2 separate regions of the Mus musculus genome follow, and region 2 is linked to region 1. A link is a contact called in public HiChIP or PLAC-seq data. All regions are on one chromosome and are shown on one strand. The core of a region is the stretch at or near the end of the contact, and the rest is flanking DNA. Distances in the headings are between cores, read along the strand shown.

Region 1 (5,411 bases), core at 988-3,487:
CTGAGGCATGTTAGAGCACCTGGAAGTCAAGCTCCCTCTGGGTGTTGTGGGACTGGGTGCTAAGCCAGTGCCAAGGTCTTCTCAGGGCACCTCAATTTTATTTCTTAAAGGGGAAATAACTTTGCAGAAAAACAAGATCCTTTGTCTTACGTCTTGATTTATTTTTCATGTTAAAGCTGAATGTGGCTGTGATAATTTAGATTGTCCTTTTAGCAGGGTTAGAGATACCTTTGGGTATGTCTGTGAGGGTGTTTCCAGAGAAGATAAGCAGGTTGCAAGATTTGTCTTCAATGTGGGCAGCACCATCCCACAGGCTGGGTTTCCCTATTAAATAAAAAGAGGACGGCATTTATCCTGTTTGCTTCCTGATTATAGGTGTGATGTGACCACCTTCGTCATACTTCTAACTTGATAGATTCAGTTCTCCAGTGGGCTGTCTCCCTTTGAACTGTGTGTCAAAATATATTCTTCCTCTGGCAAGTTGTTCATGTTAGGTACTGTCACGACAAAGGGAAAGCAATTAACCTATTGGTAAAGGGAAGGAGTTTGAGTGGGAGATGTAAGGGAAGGATGGAATGCTTGCCGTTTAGATGGGATGACTTTTCTTTTCTTTGTCAAAAAGATTGTTTAATCTGTATAAAGAATGAATAAGTATAAGATGCTGTTCATTTCATTAATGTAACACTTAGTTTGCCTTTTAGAGGTGGAGGAGAGGGAAGGAGGAGCTACAAGCATCTATAGAAACAGAAGAGTGATGTTGGGGTCCAGGAGTCACCCCACAAACCATACAAACACTGATCTCAGTCAGCTAGGCATAGTTTATTGAACAAACACACACCTAAAAGACTGATTGATTGGGCTGAAAGCTATGCACTGGACATTTCTCAAGGCCAGCTTATAAAGCCTAAGACCACAAAAAACCCACAATGAGCTCATATGCAGGTGACAGAAGTGCTGCCTGGTGGTTGGCCCTGACTCAAGCCATTTTAGACATAACCATTCATATTGACCTTCAATTTGATTGATTCTAAGTGAAGTGAAGCTTACGGTTGTGTCATTTCTTAAGATTAACAAACCTCATAACATATAGAACATAACAAGATATGTAGTCAGCATGACCCTGCTCCCAGTCATGTTACTGTTCTGTTTCAATGATTGGCAGCCATATTACATCAACAATATGAAATAACTGGCAGGCATAGATCAAAATGGCCACAGCTATGCTGCGGGGGGGTGGGATGGGGTAATTACCTCAACAGATAATATGTTCAGAAAAGGATGGATTTACAGAATATTGTGAGAGTAGAAAGAAGGCCATACAGAAGGCAGACGTGCAAAGATCCACTGGGTTGGACCACCAAGGGCCTGCGTGCCTGGAGTTCATCCTATCTGTGCAAGCAGGCACTCCCTTTAATACTGGTCAGTAGTAGCATGAGAATAACTCAGTTAGTACTGTAGCCAAGTGTTGTCCTTGGAGGTTGTTGTAGCATCACTGGGTTATGGTCTGGTGACTTGGGGCTTCAGAAAAAGCTTCCTGAGAGGCCAGGAGGTTGGGGAACTGAATGATTGACAGTCACACAAATTCTGAATGCTTTCTGTGTTCCCCATGTGCAGCTGAATTCCAACTATCACGACAACCATTTACACCAGTAAAATGAACCAGAGAAGTCAGTGTATCAGAACCTAAGACGGGAAAACTCTATTGGATTTCCTTTTACCTTAACTCTTAGGTAAGATGTCATTTATTCCCTTCATTCCGCCCCCCCCCCCCCACTTTTCATCTCCCCCCTCCCCGTTCCCACTTCCTAGAAGTATTCAAATGTTCATATTCATTTGCTTTCCAGATGTTATGTTTCTCTTGAAGGGAAACCATCAGATCTGTGAATGTGTGATGAATAAAACAATCCTTTCAAAGGAAAAAAAAATCACAGAAAACAATGAATGTCTTAGATGTCTTGTGAGCAGATCTCCGCAGACATCTGCTGATGGACAGCACGGGGCTACGATGGGGAGGAAGAATGGGTTTGATTAAGGAGCCTGGTGTCATGCAAGCAGGGTGGAAACAAGTCTGAAAAACCTAATCCTCTGCCTCCAACAAGCCTCATCAAGCCTGCTGGCTGAAGAAGGGCTTATTAGGTCTCTTGTTACAGGGCAGATAAGATGGCATACTAGATTTCTCACACTGGCGCTGGCAATTGATTTATTCTTCTATTCATCAAATCACTAACTAATGAGATTCGGCAGCTGTAACAGTGCAAGCATTGCCTGCTGCTTCACAGTGACCAGCTTCTCTGCTGTTCTGTAGTACTCACCGTGCCTTTCGTCTCTGCTCATTCTTTGTTAGCTTTCCCCAATTGTGTGCCCTTTCTGTACTAATGGCAGATAAAACAAGTCACAGGGGATTTTTCTCATCAATTATTTTTAAAGCAAAGTCTTTGGTGTTGATATTACAAGTGAGACAGTAGAAATGTTTGCCTTTTGAATCATTAGAAAGGACTGGTCACTGGTACTAACATAGCAGAGCCTTCCCTACAGTATTTTCATGGTGTTCATTAATATTGCTCAAGTGCAAAATGTGGGATCATCAGAATATTGAATGGTTGTGGGATAGACCTTTGAAATAACTGGAGCAAAGGCTCCTGAGAGTGAGAAAATCGATCCCTTGTTAGTGGCATCTTTCCCAGATCTCTAACTTGCTCACCACTCTCTTTGCCTGGCTGGTTTTAATATGTTCTTCACCTTAGTGCTTGTGTATTTTCTTGTTGAAGACAACGGCTATGCAGATACTGTATCTGTATAAGGGGTTTGAAGACCCTTGACAAGGCTGACATTTGAGTAAATGAGACTTCACATGCCATAGAGTCCTGGAAGACTCTATGGAGATTCTTCCATTCCCGTGTAAGTCAAGAATTATGGTCCATATAGTTTCCGGGGAAGTCAGAGCCTACTTCTGGGGTTCTCAGTCTCATTAATAAAAACTTAAGAGCAGAGGCACAGGAAGCTTGAAGACAATTTTATTAGGTTTAAAAAGAAAAGAAAACAGCAAAAGCAATCAAATGGGGCAGCCAAGATGTAAATCTCGGCTGATGCTAGGAGGAAGAGAATGGAAATAGAAGAAAAAGAAGCCATATAATCTGAATTAAGTGGGCATAGAAGCCAGCTATAGTGTGAGACAACCATAGAAAGGAAGGGAACTTTAGAAAAGGGGGAAAGGAGCACCAAGTGCCAGAAAATTCAGGCTTAGGCTCTAACCAACATCTGGAGAAAGAGACAGAAAAGAAAAAATGAGAAGTTAGGCCTTTCTGAATCAGGACTTAGAAAGGCAGGCAGACCCCACAGGACCTCAAAGTAGGGACTGTGCCAGGGGTGGGAATTTGGAGAAGGGAAAGTGCGGCATCTCATTAAAAGACTAAGCTGCCTTCCTAGGTGTGGTCCCTGAACCAGGTCAATGACCTGGAGTAAGAGACAATAGCATTTCTCAAACTAGACATAGATCTCACTCTTTTGGCTAGTTAGGAACAGCTTTTCCCTAAGGCTCTTCAATGCTACTCTGACATGCTGTGTATTGGTGTGATGGTTTGAATATGCTTGCCACAGGGAGTGTCATTATTTGGAGGTGTGGCCTTGTGGGAGGAAGTGTCTCACTGTGGGCATGGGCTTTAAGACCCTCGTCTTAGCTGCCATGAAGGAAGTCTTCTCCTAGTAGCCTTCAGATAGAGATGTAGAACTCACAGTTCCTCCTGTTCCATGCCTGTCTGGATGATACCATGCTCCTGCATTGATGATAATGGATTGAACCTCTGAACCAGACCCAACTAAATGTTGTCCTTTACAAGAGTTGCCTTGGTCATGGTGTCTGCTCACAGCAGTAAAACCCTAAGATAACTAAAGACAGTATTAGTAAATTAAACAGTACTATGGTGAGAAAGGCCTATGCCATGGGCCTACTTTTGTGATAAGAGTATTATCAGGATTTCTTGGATTCTTAAAGCTTTATGAAGATGAGCCAGTGTAAATATATATCAAAAGCACGTTAAGGCATCAATTCTCAAGCTGTCTGACTTTATTTATATGCAAGAAAATTAATTTATTCTCATGACTTTCAGAAACAATGCTGAACAAGATGTGGACTGTGAATCAAAGCTACAGAGCCTTGCACATGCCCAGGGAACTGTCCTAAGAAAATATAGGAAAATGGAAATATAACTGATACACAAGTGGGAAAGGATCAATGTTTTAAATAAATAATATCTCTGATATTATTTATAGCTGATATTTCTACAAGTCTGTGCTTGTTGTACAAAATTAAGCTCTCTCAAGGACACCCACTTACAATGATGTCTTTGACAAATCCAAGATACAGACTTATTCATGGGAGACCCTGAACTGCTTTGATCGTATGTGGCATCCCAGGCAGTCCCAGAAAAAAATGTAAAACCAGACATTTTGGCATTTTCTGAACATACGCTAAAGGAAAAACGAGCCACGAGAATTACAAGTGAGCGAAGGGAACACTGAGGGCGTCTGGGGATGAAGCTGGGGTTGCTTATTGGGGTGGTCTTCCCTGTGCTCACTCGGAAAACAGAAATACTCTCTGTACAACTCTTCTTATTTTGTTTGTCGAAGTTCAGCAGCTCGTTTTAAATCTGCATGGCACCTCAGAACTGGAGTTGTTTCAGAGGAGAGGTTCCAAGCTTCTTTGTATAGACTCCAGGCTGTGAAATCTGGAAAGGGCTATGCTGTGGAGTACAGTCAGAACGAAGTTCCCTGTGGCTGGGCAGTGTATTAGCTTTCATTCAATGACTTACTTTCACACTAGGGAGGACAGATTAAAAAGGCCTTCTAGCATTTTTCACTTCTTACAGAGCTTTTAATAATAATAACTGTTGGATAGAAATAGCCATTAATATCAGCCCAACTTTCCTCTTATACGGCGCTTCTCTCCATTTGGAAGAATGTAGAACACTGGTTCTCAACCCTTCTAATGCTGTGACACTTACATAAGGTTCCTCATGTTGTGGTGACCCTCAACCATAAAATTATTTTTGTTTCTACTTCATAATTGTAATTTTGTTGTGAATCTTAATGTGAATCCATGTTTTCTGATGGTCTTAGGTGACCGTTGAGAAAGGGTTGTTTGACCCCAAAGGGGTCACAAATCACAGGTAGAGAACTACTGGTCTAGATCATGCCCATAGACATGATTATTTTATTGTTCATAGTTACAGGACCGGGGCTGTGAGGTACTTGGTGAGATGGCTCAGACAGTAGAGGACTTTGCTGTGCCCCAGGGTGGAAGGAGAGAGCTGACATCAGAAGGTTATCCTTGATCTCCATAAACTGGTGTGTTTGTTGTGCCCAATTCCTAGCCCAATAATAATATTTTTTAGAAGCACATATTTACCTTTGCC
Region 2 (5,411 bases), core at 1,462-3,961, 770 kb after region 1:
AGTAAATACAGGAGTTAAATCCCCGCCCCTACACTCTTTCTTTCACACACAAATCTCTTAAAAGCATTTATTATTTACTGAATCTTCAAACTCAATCCTGCCTGCAGATCCTTCCCTTGAACACCCAGGCCCACAGCACCAGGGCCTCACCTCCAAAAGCAGCTAACACTGCACTATTTCTCCCAAGATCCTAAGTGCAAGACAGCCACTCAGCACTGGGCACACACCACACCGTGACCTGACTCCTTTGAGGAGAAGGTTTTAAAAGATCCATAACCTTAGTTCAAAGGAAGGAGTACTACCACAGGAGGAAAAAGAAATTTTAAAAGTCTTCTCAGTAATATAATGTAAACACTGTGTGTGTGTGTGTGTGTGTGTGTGTGTGTGTCTGTTGTGTTTGCTTCCTTCTTGAAATCTTCACACACAGAGACATTGCAAAATACCAATTAAGTATTTATAGCTATATATGTGTGTGTATGTATATGTAAGCAACATATATACATTGGTTGCTTAGCACTGTGGGAAGCTCTGGGTTCCCGCTTCAGAACCATAAAGAAGTAAATAGAGGAGTTAGTTTCCACCCCAAAGTCCTTTCTTTCACAGATAAATTTCAACTATATCAGTTCCTTTTGTCAAGAAACATACAGCATGGCAAAGACTATAGTATCTCAAAGGCGTCACTTCTAACCCCAGGTGCACCACCTGGAGAGTTAATATACATAAAAAAAAATGCTAAGCATCATGCCTCACATGTTGTAAACATTCAGCCAAGGACATTTTTCCTCATCATTAAGACCCCACGGTCATCCATCATCTCTTTTTCCAAACAAATACAAGGCGGAGCTCACCTCAGCCACAGTAAGGACGCAGTACATTGCCTGGTGGTCAGGGTCCACGCCTTCTAGCTTCATGCCCACTTTGAATCCATTTTTGTTATATGGGAAGGATTGGTGCTGAAATGCAAAGCAGCAGCAGCTTTGAGAGCGAGTTAATTTTTTATGGAATAAATGTAAGTTTAAAATACTAAAAAGATGGAGGGATCAATGACCTGAGATGAAATAATCTCCAGCTGTAATATTAAAATGATAGTCTAACAAAGTAGAGGTCAGTCAGCCATTGCCACGGGGTGAGAGACAGGGCAGAAAGGTGCATATAGCATTACAGGAAGGAAACACAAGAACTAGCAGTGCTGACCTGTCGGCAGAGACAGATCTGGTGCTTAGGGAAACACAGTGACAAGGGTGACACGTTATTGCCTTTTAATACTGACAATTTGAATCATATGATGATACTAATTTTTAAACATGTGCAAAGGTGGGATGGAGAGGTAGCTCAGTACGCAAGAACATGTGCTTTCTTCCCTCAGGGAGGGTCCAGTTTCCGTTCCCAGTTCCCAGTTCTCTTCTGCCTCTGCAGGCAACCACTCGTGGGCACCCAAACTTATTATTGAAAATAAATTGCTTTTAGAAATATAAGTTAGGGACAGGTGGATCTCTGAGTTCGAGGCCAGCCTGGTCTACAGAGCGAGTTCCAGGACAGCCAGGGCCACACAGACAAACTCTGTCTCAGAGGTGGGGAGTGGGGTAGAGTGAAAGTCTACTATGTAAGGTACAGAAAACAATTATCCAGAACAAGCTGTAATTACGATTATGTTTGAATTAAGATTCTCAATAATGATGCAATTCCTCTAATGTCCACTACACCTTTATTTTGTTTATTCATAACTAGAACGAACTCAAAGAAGTGACTTACATGGACAGAAGTACAGTCTGTGTGCTGAATCTTACTCACCAGAGCTTTGTAAATATGATCCTACTGGAGGACAGCTACTCCTGATAACTTACCTATTACCTATGGCTACCTTTATGCACATTATGGAAAAAGTTCTATTGTGGCGACACACTCCAGATGCCCTTTAAAAAGGAAATCCTATCTTAATCTGGAGACAAGAGATCCTATGCAGAGGTATACCCACTATCCACACTTTAAACTGATTTTAAATGATAGGATATTCTCATCAGGAATATGAGGTAAAGCATCTTAATAGGATGTATAACTCAATAACTCATTCTTGATCCCTCATAATTAGACATAAAGGGTATCTACTAGTTTCTCAGTAGCAGTATTCCTATAATGCAGAATGAGGGAATCCCAGTAAATGCTGAGGGGAAATTGTGAGCACGTATGCATGGGCGTGCACAGTGCTGTACACACTAATAATAATAGAGCTAATAACGGCTGCCTTGTGAGGAATCTTCCACATGCATACTCATAACAAAAATACACCCAAGTCACACTTCCTGCGCAGATAATGGGATGACAGCATGGACGTAGAGTGTCTGATGCTTTGCCTTTACACATAGCACTGCGGAAGGCCTCTTACCTCTTTGAACAGCTTCGTAGGCACAGCCACTGCTTTCTCCTCCTCCAGGTAGGAAGCCCAACACCAGGTCTTCTTGCCTTTAGGAGGCAAGCCTGAAAGACAATACACCAAATAAGAGGCTTTCCAAAGCTACGAAATCAATGAAATGCCCCAGGACATCTGTCTTCTGCAGCCAGTGGGGTTTCTGGCTCTTCCTTTCCGTGGCTGACATGTCCCTCCTTTTCTGGTCCCTGTTCCAGAGGAACAATAACTGGGAAGTCTGATGACGCACGAGGGAACGCGCTTGGCATACATGAAGAGAAGCTACAGAAAGTAACATTGTCTAGAACCGACATGGTCATGTGTTGCTTGTTCTCACGCCATGGACAGCTGGGGATAGGAAACCACTGAGTGGTTATCCAATATCTGCTCATCTTGGAGATGAAATAAACATTGATGTGGTGACAGGCAGATTCATTAGGTACAAAACAATGCATATGTGATAAAGATCAGAAGCCTCTGGATTAAATGGCTCTGGATCAGAAGGTGCTCGAACGGGGAAGGGGGGTCGGGCATGTGACAGGATCGCTCGTAGCAGCACCGGAAGCGCTTGTGAGTCCCCAGGGATGTGTCAAGCCCGTTTGGAGCACATTAACAGAAGGGAACGTGAACGGTTACGAAAAAGAAATACTGACTGAAAGCAAGGCGTACACGAGCCACCGCTTTGGAATCTCACACTGAGGGCTTTCGGAGGACAGGAGACAGAATCTGAAGGGCGAGGCAACACCACGCTACGTGACTAGAGATTTCATATACTTCCCTTAGTCACCCAAAAGGACCAACCAGACAGAAAGGTATCTTAAAGCGCCTGGATGCAGGGTCACTGGGTTCACAGCCCCTCCAGGGAAGAGTGAAGGCCTGAAGGTTGGTAGCTGGGCTGCACAGATCTCTACTGACCTCGAGCAAAGACCCGGCAGGGCACAAGCATCCGGCCATGTGAAGTAAAGCAGAGAGGAGCTTATGTGGAAATGACCTGAGAGCCAATCCCAAGAAGGAGGAGGGTTTATCCAACCAACCAGCAAGGAAGAGGACCTGAGATCGACTGGGTTTATAAGCTCTGGCTTTAAGGGAAGCAGGAAGAGACAGGGCCACTCTGGAAGCATGTGCTTGAGAGAGCACAATTGAACATGTAACATCTTGGGAAATGGGTAAAGGGGCAGAAGCAGGAACTACCCCCTTGATGGATATACTTGTAAATAAAAGGAGGTATTCCATACATACATGGTAACAACTTGAAAATTAGTGAACTTTCCTAAACGGTTACGTCAAGCCTTCGTTTTTATGGAGAAAAACCACACCAAGGAGAAACTCAAAGAATTCTCTGTGACTGTGGAGTACGATAAAAGACTGGACGTTCCTGTGACACATTTCAGGGCCACTGAGTCAGCACAACATTTCCATCATCAGCTCACCTTGCTTTAAGACGGCAGAATCCCCGCGTCTTTTCCTTCTGGCTCTCTGAGAACCCCTCAGGATCCTTCCATCTTGTTTGTTCTCCTAGAGCGAGAAAGAAAAGTTTTACATTTACAGGATCATGAGGTTGGTCTCCAGGAAAATTTTGAGGTCTGTCAAAAAGCTTTTTGCTGTGGATCTGTGTTTCCGTTTCACTTCCTAGCTCTTAAAGAAAACACTATGGTCCGCTTGAGAGCATGTTGGTTTTGAACTGAGTCACTGGAAGAGAGCATTTCCAGTTGCTCTTTGGAAGAGCTCCCTCCTCCTTAAAACATCCTGGTCTTAGCTCCATGACTCTGCCTGCTCTCCTCAGACCTACTGGTCTCTTACCCAGGCTCACTGCTGATGCCTGCACCCATTCAACCTCTATTCCACTCTAGCCTGGAGGTGCGAGGAGGGGTAGGAACAACTTGAAGTGCTACTGAGCTCAGAGGAAGGCCCTGGGTGCCATTCCTCGAGCTCTTGCCAGTCTTCCTGTGAGTCAGGATCTCCCAGTGGCTAGCACTTCAGGTCAGTGAGCTCCAGGAATCCTTCTGCCTCCACAGCCACTAGGAGCTACGGTCCCTACCTTTTTGTACAGGTCCTGGAAATCAAAACTTAGGTCCTTATATTCACACGGCAAATGCTTTACTGACAACCATCCCCCCATCCCTCGAGATCATCTGTATCCTAAATAACCTCATCCTCTATCGCTAGCTTCCTTTTCCTGACTTCATGTTTCTGTCTGTCTGCCTAACACGTTTGAGATGTGGAGGTACCAAGTGCAACAAACTCTGCACCCCCTGAAAGGCCTCTGCAGAGCTTTTTTTTCCATCACCCTTGAGTTCACATTCCAGGCATTTGTTCAATCCAGAAATCTGCAGTTCTTAGAATCCCTGATTCTTCTCTTCTTATATCCTCAGAACCCTACCTAACTCTAACAAAAACCACCTAATCTAACCTCACATGACCCTCTACCACGTAAGGGCTATGACACTGCAAGATTATCTAACTGCTTTTCCTGACTATACCCCTACTTATCTGGGTCAAAGCAAACTGGTCATGCCAAAACAAATCCAACACAGCATCCCCTTGCCTTTAACTTCACAGTGTTTTCCCACTATACTCAGGAAGCCATAAAGTTGACCTGATCCAGTCACACTGGCCTCAGCTTCCTCATTCCGCTTTGCCCTAATCCTCTGTGCACCTGTGACTTTGATGTCCGTCCCTCCTACCTAATGAGCTACAGCTGTACTCACTTTGGGTTGTGTCTTGCAAAGTGCTCAATGCACATAGCTGGCTCCTCCTCACGGTTCACATCTCAACGTTCCTGTCTTGCTTGGAGCCCTCCCGTAATAGCCAACGTAAGCTAGTTAGCCAATCCTAATGCTCTATGTTAAATGCCAACATAGCACTGAGGAGAAACTGATATCGGTTCTTTTGCATATCATGCCTCCTTAGCCAGAGCACAAGGTCTTCAGGAAGAAGGACCTAATTCCAGCTACATGTCTTACTCCTCCGTATTGCCAACCCATTGAATCTCGGGACAGAAATGATC

What was found. HiChIP or PLAC-seq counts read pairs in DNA pulled down with a chosen protein or histone mark.
Region 2: an H3K27ac HiChIP or PLAC-seq map of VIP interneurons shows a contact between it and region 1, with 5 times the contacts expected there. The contact joins two enhancer-like sites. A contact is called at or near these places in 3 of 115 datasets of contacts at active chromatin or transcription factors (T-cell acute lymphoblastic leukemia, VIP interneurons and embryonic stem cells) and 1 of 9 other capture datasets (embryonic stem cells).

Annotation. Positions count from the first base shown.
Region 1 is chr10:25,569,379-25,574,789 of GRCm38.p6, forward strand. It overlaps Gm29571 (predicted gene 29571), which reads left to right. Exons shown (of 4, transcript NR_136909.1): 3 at 1,615-1,730. Among named protein-coding and RNA genes, the nearest start is that of Gm29571, 36 kb to the left of the region's middle. Within about 2 kb of position 2,238, at least 18 of the 459 cell types and tissues checked have an H3K27ac peak or open chromatin away from gene starts, as enhancers often do. A contact at or near this core is called in VIP interneurons, where this site is marked.
Region 2 is chr10:26,335,385-26,340,795 of GRCm38.p6, forward strand. L3mbtl3 (L3MBTL3 histone methyl-lysine binding protein) reads right to left here. Exons shown (of 22, transcript NM_001359254.1): 7 at 3,835-3,919; 8 at 2,384-2,475; 9 at 849-953. Among named protein-coding and RNA genes, the nearest start is that of L3mbtl3, 36 kb to the right of the region's middle. Within about 2 kb of position 2,712, at least 4 of the 459 cell types and tissues checked have an H3K27ac peak or open chromatin away from gene starts, as enhancers often do. A contact at or near this core is called in VIP interneurons, where this site is marked.